2 separate regions of the Drosophila melanogaster genome follow, and region 2 is linked to region 1. The links are chromatin contacts, called in public Hi-C maps. All regions are on one chromosome and are shown on one strand. Each heading gives the region's core, a stretch centred on a gene start, on an enhancer-like site or on the middle of the called end of the contact. The rest is flanking DNA. Distances are from core to core; before and after follow the strand shown.

The links. A called contact is a pair of places that touch in the nucleus more often than the background predicts.
Region 2: a Hi-C map of the Kc167 cell line shows a contact between it and region 1, with 2.5 times the contacts expected there. The contact joins the promoter of PIP4K here to the promoter of Ephrin in region 1. A contact is called at or near these places in 4 of 107 Hi-C or Micro-C datasets (the Kc167 cell line, the S2 cell line and embryo) and 1 of 6 datasets of contacts at active chromatin or transcription factors (the Kc167 cell line).

The regions. Positions count from the first base shown.
Region 1 is chr4:569,382-575,183 of dm6, forward strand. Ephrin (ephrin,) reads left to right here and starts at 2,374. Exons shown (of 5, transcript NM_166771.2): 1 at 2,374-2,790; 2 at 4,232-5,047. The coding sequence starts at 4,368. It overlaps ND-49 (NADH dehydrogenase (ubiquinone) 49 kDa subunit), which reads right to left and starts at 2,173. Exons shown (of 7, transcript NM_001272135.1): 1 at 2,154-2,173; 2 at 1,223-1,400; 3 at 1,028-1,152; 4 at 853-962; 5 at 594-795. The coding sequence starts at 1,314.
Region 2 is chr4:1,193,260-1,198,972 of dm6, forward strand. It overlaps PIP4K (Phosphatidylinositol 5-phosphate 4-kinase), which reads right to left and starts at 3,589. Exons shown (of 10, transcript NM_001038717.2): 1 at 3,449-3,589; 2 at 3,061-3,218; 3 at 2,906-3,003; 4 at 2,583-2,832; 5 at 2,401-2,531; 6 at 2,169-2,337; 7 at 449-600; 8 at 301-395. The coding sequence starts at 3,198. It overlaps Mitf (mitf,), which reads left to right and starts at 5,593. Exons shown (of 9, transcript NM_001038719.2): 1 at 5,593-5,713.

The DNA of each region.
Region 1 (5,802 bases), core at 1,124-3,623:
TATTTTTTTCGATCAATTTATATTTGGCTGGCTAAAATTCTTCAAGCGGTCCGACGATCATTAATTCGATAAGACCGTAAATTCATACCGTCCTACCAATGAGCGCTGCAAGTCAGTTTTCCCAGAAAAGAATATAATTTATAGTCTCTTCTAATTATCTTTTATATTACCCTGATATCTTGGCTCATTTTTCAAGCTTCGAAATATGTATGTTACATGGTTTGAGCAAGGACACTAGAATTATTCTAGTGTCTTTGGTTTGAGAGACAAGAACTACACGAACCATTGGTTTTAATATATTTTTGTACAAGAAAAACAATTTTCAGTGCCAAAAATAGTGGGTACTTTTTCATCTCACTTTAAATTTTAGATTAAAATAATTTTAATAATCAAACCCAAATTTAAAATATTTTTTTTTTGGTAATCAAAAATTAAATAGAACTTTTAAAAAGATTTTGTTGCGTAAGATTTATGGCGATGGTGACAATGCTAAATTATAATATATATATACATATATTAAAAAAGCGAAACTATTGAAATCTTCTTAATGACTACAAAGTCAAGAGCAAGAGAAAATTACTTTGTATTCTTACTTCGAATGTACTTAGCACGGAGAGGCACATCAATATTAAGGAGTTTTTCTACAGCCAGAGAGTAGCATTGCTCGTTGCACATCATCGAGACGTAGTCCAGCCGGTCAAAATACGGCAATGCCTGGGTGTATGTCTTGTACTCTATGAGCTTTTCGGTCCCACGGTGCAGCAGCCCAATATGCGGATCGGCACGCATAACGGTCTGCAATAACAGAGGTTTTAATTTACACAAGACCTGTGGTCGATTAACAGCTTAAACCTCTCCATCCAGCTCCAGCACAAGACGAAGGACTCCGTGGGCGGCGGGATGTTGTGGGCCGAAGTTCAAGGTCAGATTACGCACCGACTTTTCGACAGGCGTTACTTTGCCTAGTAGAGGAGGTAAGTCAAGCGATTAGTTCAAGGGTCAGTTTAATATTGGGTTACCAACTAACTGTTCCATGGTGGCACTGTCCAAAGTGATGTGACCTCGTCTGGATACATCACCGGGCCGCTAAACTGCTTCATGAACTCAGGGTCTGGATACCACTTGGCTGCTCCCCGTCGCGTCTCCTGAGAACTAAACAACGAGTTTCCAATTGGACAAATATAAATGATATATTCGAATTATGTAAGCATTTACTATTTACGTTAACGCGGCCGATCCAGCTGCAACAAGTTGTGGCCGCAGCCTCAAGTGTGAAAGTCCAGGAATCAACGTTCTTCTCATTATATTGGCCATCCTGATAGTCAAATTCCTCTATTTATGTTTCTTTAGTAACAATTCAGGAATCTAATACAACCAAATAGTTATCCGCAATCGGAATTCTATCCAAAAAATATCGAAAATTACTTTAAACACCGAATCTCGTACAGCTTATATACTATTTACACCAATAATATATCGCAGGTTGTTGCTTCATGAAAATGAAGTGCAAAACACATAAATTCCCTTATATATATTACACACTTTGTCATCCTGCTCGTTTACCCAAGTTTTTATTTATCTTTATATAATGTTATAAACAATAATTGCAATTAATTTTTCGAAGACCTGAATTTTACATCATCCCAATGAAGCGAATTTTGCGTTAATGGAGCACTATAAAAATATAATTACTAGAGATAATAATGATAGCTTCTGCAAGGCTAAACTTATATATCTTAGCAGTATCTCAGCAGAGCGAATGTGGACATTTAATGACTAAAAACAACGAAACTATTTAAATTCTTTAATTAACAATTGATTTCTGGACTTTTCGTCCGATGACTAAACTTAAGAAAACAAAATTATGAAAACTCTTTTAACTTGAACAAAAATTTTATGCAGTCAAGAACCGGTGCTAAGAGATAGTAACGTAAAAACGGATGATCGGACAGACGGTAGTGCTGACTCGGCTCTTGATACTGACCATATATATATTTACTTCAAATTCTTAACTCTTTCACTGGGTTTCAAACTTCTTACACCAATCAAAATAGGTTCGACACGGGTAATAGATAAATTTTAATAATTATAAAATTATTCTTAAAACATAAAATAGTGCTTAAGCCTAGCTAAAAAATTTACTAGGAACTTACATAATGGTTCTGCTACAACAAATGTCAAATAAAATCTTTATAAGACAGTTTCCTATCAATATGGTATGGTTTTTACTGTGAATATTACTTATAGTAGAAATTCGCATATGTTAAATTCAAAAAAAAAAAAAAAAACCAAACCATTTGACTTATATTATAAGATTATACGGGCCTTTGGAAAAAAATCGCTATCGATTGATTTGTAAAATTATCGATGCCCTTAAGTTTCTTTATACATCGAAAGTTAAAGTAAACATCGTTTTTTGTTCCAGCTCTAAACAAGTTTTTTTTATAGCTCTAGCTCTACAGTATTTATATAAATAATTCTTGTATGTAGTCCAAGTGTAGAAAAAACTAATTTAAATGAGCTGTTTTCGAGTATTTCTCTTCAGACAAAAACCTGTTTGGAACAATTTTTAATCATGTGAAAATGTAATTTTGAAAAAGATGTACCAAAAAAGGAAGACGGTGTTATGGGCATATATGTATATTTTGTGTTTTTATATGTCAACTATGTTATACCAACATATTTGTACCGGATTGTTAATCGTATCGAATAAGAATGTTTCCCCGAGAGTAAGATGTTTGTGTATATATAGAGTTTCTTCTGTCTCCTCGGAGAGTGTGTCGTCACTGTGTATGTATACAGAAATGTCTTTTGGTGTATACATACATATGTAATTGTATAATGCTGTTGGGATGTTTTATCACTTAAACATACAATTTTTAAGAAATATATTGATTGTTCCGTTATAAATTGAATGTCAAGAACTGCAGATCCGCTATATATTGTTGATCTTATGCCATGTTGATTGTTTATGACTATGAATGTTAAAAAATATATTAATATTTCGCCAAGCCATTACCAACCCTGTTTGTATAGAAAATGTACCATACATGTATTAAAATGTAGTATCCCACTTAAATTGATAATTGGTTTGCCGGCCTGTTAAATAAGTATTTTTGATCAATCAGGGTCGAATCAAATCAATTAGGCGGTTTCCAAAGTTAAAGCGAAGTACTTTTAAAAATCTCGTAATCTGTCAGGTGGCGGTAGTCAACATATAAATATTGTTGATCAGCATTAACAGCTGCTTATTTCGCCGACTGCCGCCGAACGCGGCGCAAACAGGATCCCTCAGTCTTAGGCTGTTTGTTTTAAAGATCAACTTGTATAAACTTTACATAAAAATATAAATACGCATAATATGCTACTGTTACATTAAAATGTTAACGCGTAATGATCTCAAAGCTTAGAATGAGTAGATATAATATGTAGTTAGATTTTGCAATGGGTAAACTAATTTCAGTCAGGATTGTCAACGAAGTAAAGGAGGAAATGTCAATAGAAGAACACATATTCTTGATCAGTTTACACAGCCATGTCGATATATTTTTTGTCTTTCTTTCCGTTTGCCAAACGACCTTCGAATTGAAGGTTGAAATCCTTTTATTTTGTAGTTCATATACATATACGGGTCGAAAAAGAATGCCGTTAAAGTATTGTTTCTTTTTTAACTGCCTAGTAAACTTTTTGACGAGATAAATTGAAAAGTATAATTCCGCTCTAAAAAAGTCGGGTTAAATTTTCTAAGAACCCTAGGTATTATATCAATTTCATTTTCAGTATCAAAATTTAATCTTGAAGAGGTGAAAACTAAGTCTACGTTAAAAAGAATACTAGACCTAAATCACAGATGAAAAAGAAACAATAATTTAACGGCCTTTTCAATTTAATTTTTTCGGATTGTTCCTATATATGCATATATATTTATATAGTGATATATATGCACAAAAGTTGTATTATTTAACTATTGTCATCAAAAATTAAATTGCACCTGACTTTATAACGCACTACATATAATTTACTCATTTATAAGAAATCTTTTAAAGGGTAAAGTAAACAACCAAACCGCATAGTAGTCTTTAGTCTGTTGGTGCGCTTCGTAACTATACCGTCCAAAGTGAGAAAATCATGTTACAAGTTACACTGCAGTTTCAGTGTTTTTTTTTTATGCCCAGAATTCGTACACGGCTACAGCGTTTTGTTGTAAAAATTGTTATTTTATTGATTGCAGATGGAGCAAGACACTTTGGTGCGGAATGACACAGATGTAGATGTAGCCAGTCAACATATTCTTATTTCGGAGGTTTATTGTATGCATTTAGCAAGAAAGCTACTAACGATCTAACATCGAAAACATTGCTGGCGGTATGCAAGAACGATCAAAGCAACTGCGTCTTACTGTTTCCTGGACCCAGTCAAAGTCTCAGATTCATGACAGTTGTCAACGTCGGAGCATGTTGGCATGTAAGAGGCGCTTAACTACCAGTAAAGTGCTTGAAGACTCACATCCACCAGTAGCTTTCCCCAATTGCAAATCTCACCGGCATCAGCAACAAAAGGAGAAACATAAAGTTCAGCTATACTCTGGAAAACCTTTAAGCATTAAGCTGTACGTGCCAGGAAGTATTGAGAGTATCCCAAAAATTCGACATAAGGCGCTTACGACAACGAATAAACAGCAACCAGCTATGCATCGAAAGTCTAAGAGCAAAAGCAAGTTTCAAGGTTTTAACAATCTCAAGCCGCTTTATTCACCGAGTAAAAGACAACCACCCGAGAAGCATTCATCAGTACTGGTGGAAGCAGGGATAGAATCAAAGGCATCACGGCATTTTGTTGGTAAAAAGAGGATTAAGAACAGAAACTGTTTGTTATCTTCGCCTCAGCCATCGCCAATGAGATGCAAAATGATGATTCCATTTCCAAAGTTTGGTGCCACATCCTTTGTTACGTTGCTCACTTTAATTTGTATGGAAACTGTTTTGCTCTCCACCATGTCTAGTTGCGCCAAGACTTTTTACATGCATTGGAACACATCGAACAGTATGTAAGTACTCAAATATAGTGGTATACTTAAGCAGCGGTATTATAATTTTATTGAAGTTAAAAATTGTAGATTTTTATTTTTCTCTACAAATGTATTATGTTTTATTACAATTATTACAGTTTTTAAGTCAGTAGTATGAGGATTATTATTATTCGTTTAGGGGATTTGTTATTTCAAATAAAATTTTCTTTCCAATAATAAGACTGCTGGCCAATAATATATTGATAAATTAATCCCTAATGTCGCGTATAAACACGCTGGGCTTTTATAAACTTTCCCAGCAATTAGTAATGCACATGAGTCATTTTCGATAGAATAACTATTGTCATAATTTGTTGTGCAAGTGAGCAGACGATGATTAGGCGATCCCATTGATCCCTAAGGATCATGATTAGTAACTTTTTTGGTAATCGCATCAGGGCATATATGGCCTACTCATTTTGTCTGGTTTTCTCTTTCTCGATATAAACATATCCATATCATCTATACCATCCATATTGCAATGGGACATTAAGTTTGTTAGGATAATGTTACTTCCAAAATCGGACAACAAACCCCAAAAACAGAAGACAAATGCACGTTTTCGTAGCCAAGGCATTAAACAATAAAGTCTAGATCAGATAAAAACAACCCAATTTTCCATTTTCAAAATGTTAACTTCAGCATTTTCATAAACTGTTGCTTAAACTATTCTGTGCGAACTATTTCAGCATTTTCCAAATCTAAAATTATATATGATATGTAGTTCCTTGAAC
Region 2 (5,713 bases), core at 2,339-4,838, 630 kb after region 1:
AGCTACGATCTTAACTGCTGAATCAGAAGAGAAAGTTTAAGTATCCTATTCAGAAATCGGTACTCCCCGGTGTTTTAATCATGCATAAAATGGAAAAACAACATATATTGTTTTTCCAAATATTTTGGGTAAAATCTTAAAAAAACGAGCTTTAACGTAAATTTTGTTTCAATTTTTTTACGTCATAAGCACGCACGCATCATTTTCAAAAACTTGAAAAATATAAAAACGACCAATATAAAAATGCTCTTTGTTAAGTTATCAGGGCTATTGCGTACAAAACTTTTAAACTACATTTACCTTCAATACTTGGAATGTCATATATATCAACTTCATAAACGACTTCCTTATACTGTGCACCTCTTGGAGAATCGGGAGGAGTGTTATACGTCCAGCTTTAACAAGAACTGCGTACATTTAAGGCTTAAATAAAATAATTTTTATTTACCGTTCCCCGCTATCGCATTCCTCGCTTTCGCTGTTCTCACTGCGACCAACAGTTAGTATATTATCTCCCTGCAAAGCTTCCTCCTCTGCACGAACACAGTCATGCACGCCGACCAACAAAGAGTAATCCATAATGTGCAACTTGGTTAAAAGCTAAAATAAATTATATGTCACCATATGCTATCAAAAAGTATTGGTAATTTATATTTATAAATAAATAAATTATCAAGTCATGCAAGACATAATTATATCTACTGGTTATATAGGTTAAACTACAACAATTTAAAGGTTTTTAGATAAATTTGTTCAGATTAAATGGTTTTCAAGTACCACTTCGTAGGACTTTTTTTTATGAATTAGATTTAACGCAATATGCTTGAAAATGGCAGCACATTCGTATGATTTTCAAGACCTGAAATTTATATAAAATGTGCAAGGCGACAAATTTGTAGTCCCTATGAATTAATAACATTCAAGATATGTAAGACGATGATCCTCGATATGTTAATTGCACTCCTTATAGCACTTACAGCTTCCCAAATTTCGATGTTTCAGATCGATTCAACAAGTCTAGTCGTCGCAAGCTGAATACTCTAATGACAAATATTCTAATATAAAGTCATTTTTGAAATTTATTTTCTGGTATTATGTACATAGAAGATTAGGCTATTATTATTTCTAAGCTATATTTAAATAAAAACAACGTTAAGGCAATTCAAAACAAATAAATTTGTACATGGTGCCAATTGATCAAAAATAATGTAGATTTAAAGTCTAAGAACTTCTAAGATGAAGGGCTTATTTCGTCAAATTTACAATGCATGAGCATACGTACAGTTGTCGGCTGTCACTGTACGCGTAGAAAAGAGCTGCTGGCTGTAGAGATTTCCGCTCTCTCGCTCTTGAACAAAAATTCGAGAGAGCCTGGAGCCACCTCTAAAGCCACGCCAAAAAAATCGTATGGCGTTACGCATCTTGTTATTCTATAGTCTTTGGTAAATTGGTATACTATATTGGTACTATTGGTACGCGTAGAAAAGAGCTGCTGGCTGTAGAGATTTCCGCTCTCTCGCTCTTGAACAAAAATTCGAGAGAGCCTGGAGCCACCTCTAAAGCCACGCCAAAAAAAAATCGTATGGCGTTACGCATCTTGTTATTCTATTGTCTTTGGTAAATTGGTATACTATATTTGTTGGAAAGTATATAACAGGTAATATGAAGCGTTTCGGACGCTATATTCCTGATCAGGATCAATGTCTGAATCCGAACGTCAATCCTTATGACCGCCTTGATCTCAGAAACTATTAAATGAAGACATGAAGATTTGAACTTTTGAATATTGTTTTTATATTTTTTCATATTTTTTTTAGTCTTGTAAATTTCTATTGATATGCCAAAAAACTTATTGCCACCTGTCGCCCACATTTATAACAAATTTTATTTAATTTTATTAGTTGTGTCGCAGTTTCTAGCGAACTTCTTCGTCCAGTCAATTCACATTTTTCTCCTCCCATCTAATGCCGTTAATATTAGGGCAACTAGTTGGGGAACCCGACTATAGCGTTCTCCCTTGTTTCTCATTTGATTCCCCAATTAAATTTCGCTTTGACTTTCCACTAGCTGAGTAACGGATATCTGATAGTCGGGAAACTCGCATTCTTTCTTGTTTAAATTTTGATAAAAACAATTATTATACGAATAAAATAAAAATTTTTGCTTACATCCACATCGTTGCTCAGCGTGTCCATTAGTTTGTCCTTAGCTTCCTTTCCAATGTCTAATTTCACTTTTTGTTTTATAAAATCATTGTCCTTGAAAGTCGGCAAATTTTTTTCAAGTTCCTTTTCTGATGCTTCCCGATCAACGGTGCTACCTTTTAAATCAAACTTTCTATCGAATAAATAATGGTTATACTATACATATAATCGGTGTAACTTTCAACATATTTCATACTTGTGTATTGTCAAGTGGGAGCTGAAAACATTCCTCATGACAACGAAGTAATATTGCACGCTTTCTACAGTGATACGATACATTCCCAAGTATTGAGGTAACAGCGTTTTTCCGTGTCTCTCCACAACGTACTAAAAATTATAATAAGGATATTTTAGTCAATTAAACCATACTTTACTCACCGGATGGTATTGCTTTAAAAATGCGTGCATTCGTTCAATTTCTTCCGATGTCAAACTTTTTATTATAAAAAACTTATCATAACTCTGATAAAATTGCGCTCCTGATTTTCCAGACGAATCAATTTGAATAGGTTGGGATCGAGTTAAGGACTCGCGGTAATCAACATCATCAACGCCAAATCTTTCACGTAAATTTCGAAACACAAGGGGGCAATATTCCTTGACTTTGAAATGTGACGGCATGTTTTCTCTGTAGTGGATATAATAACAGGAAAATACCAACGATTGAGAATATCAAAAATGTATTTGTTTTGGTTTCTTACTTATTAAATAGATGATTATCCACCTTAATTTTAGAATAAGCTCGAAAATCGTCCGGCAAAAGCATTACAGGTATATTAACGTGACTTAATTCATTAATCTGGAAATATTTCAAATTAGCTTATCTTGCCTTTCTTGTTTAATATTTGTTACATACAGTGTGATTTATTCCCCACATGAACACACTTAAAATTGGTTCATTGGCTCTAAATAATTTAACCTTTTGATGCTTAACCCTGAAGTGCTTCTTTTTTAAAATCCGGGGCTGGGATGACGATGAGATCTTTTTTTCCATATTTTGGGTGGCTAAAATTACTAAAATCAAAAATATAGTTTAACATTACTGAACAAATTAAGCAAAGTTAAATTTAGAGCTGATGAGCCACTTAAAAAACTAATATTTTTAATAATACATGCTGTAACATTGAATATATACATTCACTTATATATCTATATACACATATAGCCCAAAATTGATTAATACAATGTATAGAGTTGCACGTAAATTGTTTACCAATTTACATTAAACAGAACTTTGGTATTACATTTTATTGAAAACTAAAATAACCCAGCGTTCATAATAAATTTAGTTTACTTTGCAGATATGATTATTGTATTTTACAATGACTCGCAGGCTTTTGAACAGACAAATTTGTAGTTTACATAAATTTATAATATGAAATACCTTATCGATAAATTCAGATATGTATTTATTGTTTTTTATATCGGCTTATGAAACGCCGTTTCCACTTAAAAGTAATTCTGATATCACAAACTATTTAATACTTTAACTCTTAAATCTTCTAAATACTTCTATGCTTCTAAAAGGACTTCAGAGAGTTGAAAATCTTTTAATAATAGCAAGCAATACTCAAGAGAAACAATTTAGATCAAACAAAGAGACTAACCGCATTGTATATTAAATATAAAGGTTTTTGTAGGAGTTGTTTTTAGAAAACCAAAAGCACGTGCTCTGATATGAAGACAAATTTAAAGTGGAACACAAATGTGAGTTGATCGAAATTCTCTGCCATATTAGCGCTCGGGAAAAATTGAATTTATAAAATAAAATATAATCGGGCAAGCTCCGGTATTCGAATTCGTAAGAATTTTACGATTTCGATTTAAAATCGAAAAACTGGTGCTCCTGTGTTCGAATTCGTAAGAATCTTACGATTTCGATGTGAAATCGAAAAATTGGTGCTCCGGTTTTTGAATTCGCAAGAATTTTTCACTTTTGTTTGGCCGAAATGAAAAGTAAATGCCTATATTTATATCAAATCAGATCTTAGTGGTACCTTCTTTACTCCACATCACCCCACAAGATCATTCTGCCACATAGATATCTTATAAAATATTTATTTCTGATTAAACCTCAGATTTGACAAACAACATGTTGCCTTCGGCTACAAAAATTTTCGATCTTTTGATTTGTAAAACGGGCACTTTTGTTTGGCCATAACAGATCTTAGATCTTAGTGGTCCATTGTTTACTCCACATAACCCCACAAGATTATTCTGCGACATAGATATTTTATAGAAAAATTATTTCTGACCCCACCTCAGATTAGTGGTCCATTGTTTACTCCACATAACCCCACAAGATTATTCTGCGACATAGATATTTTATAGAAAAATTATTTCTGACCCCACCTCAGATTTGCCATACAAAATTTTGCCGTCGGCAACAAAAATTTTCGATTTGGCAAGAGGTCATATGTACGAAGGTAAAAATACTTATAAAATTTAAAAAATTGTGAATAAGATGGCCGCTCTATGGTCTGAAACAGCTGTTTACTGTTTATGAAGCATCCCGATATCAGAAATGTTGCGAAAACCAGAGCACCTAAAAACGAAATCGAAAGATTTTGCCCAAATCCAAAAAATGACCATTACCAGAGCATGCCGGAATAACTTCATTAGTTTTTATTAATTTGTTTTTAATCTGTTTACACCGTTACTTTACGATTCGGCTTGCCAAAGATAACTTTCTTAATTCAATTACGAAAATAAAGCTGCATGCTTTATTGTTCATGTTTTGACAATAATAAAAGCACAATAAATATTTATTTTTAACGTTTTATGAATAACGTTTATGAATATTTTGTAGAAAAAACAATGCTGAAAATATCTTTTGTGTTAGAGTCGGTTAACACTTCCCCTTTTCAGTAGAGTCGGAAAAAACTGAAGTACATCGGATAAATAATCATACCAAACTACTTCATTCTGTTTAAAACTTTCGATTTGATAGCTGTTTTGTATTTTAATTTTCTTATTTAAAAATATATATATTTTATATATTTCAAAGTGAAATGTAATATGATAAGTTTAAAAATTTAAAATTAATCTAATAAGAAAAAGAAAATCCTAATAAGGGGAAGAGTAAAAATACTTAAAAACTTTAGGAGAAAGAAACTTTAGTTGTATCACTTTTGTCTAAGAAGCCGCTATATATAGCTTGATTTCTTTCCTTCATAATATGATAATTATGCAAATTACATATATTTAGTTATATTTAGTTAAATTGTCGTTGTACATTGAATGATTTTTTTTACTATATTGATAGTAAAATACAAGATAATTATATCTTAAAATTTTATTGAGATACTGGCAGTTCTCTAAGCTCTTTTAACATCACGATATATGTGCGATCACTTACTGTCATATTCTCACCACTATTAAAAGCTCTATACGTGTTATGAAACTTTAGGTATTCATTAGTAGTTCCGAATCTTTAACTGCTGAGGCGAAATTATGTGAACTTCATAATTAGTAAAAAATAAAAATTGTTCTATGTATATTGTTAGTTG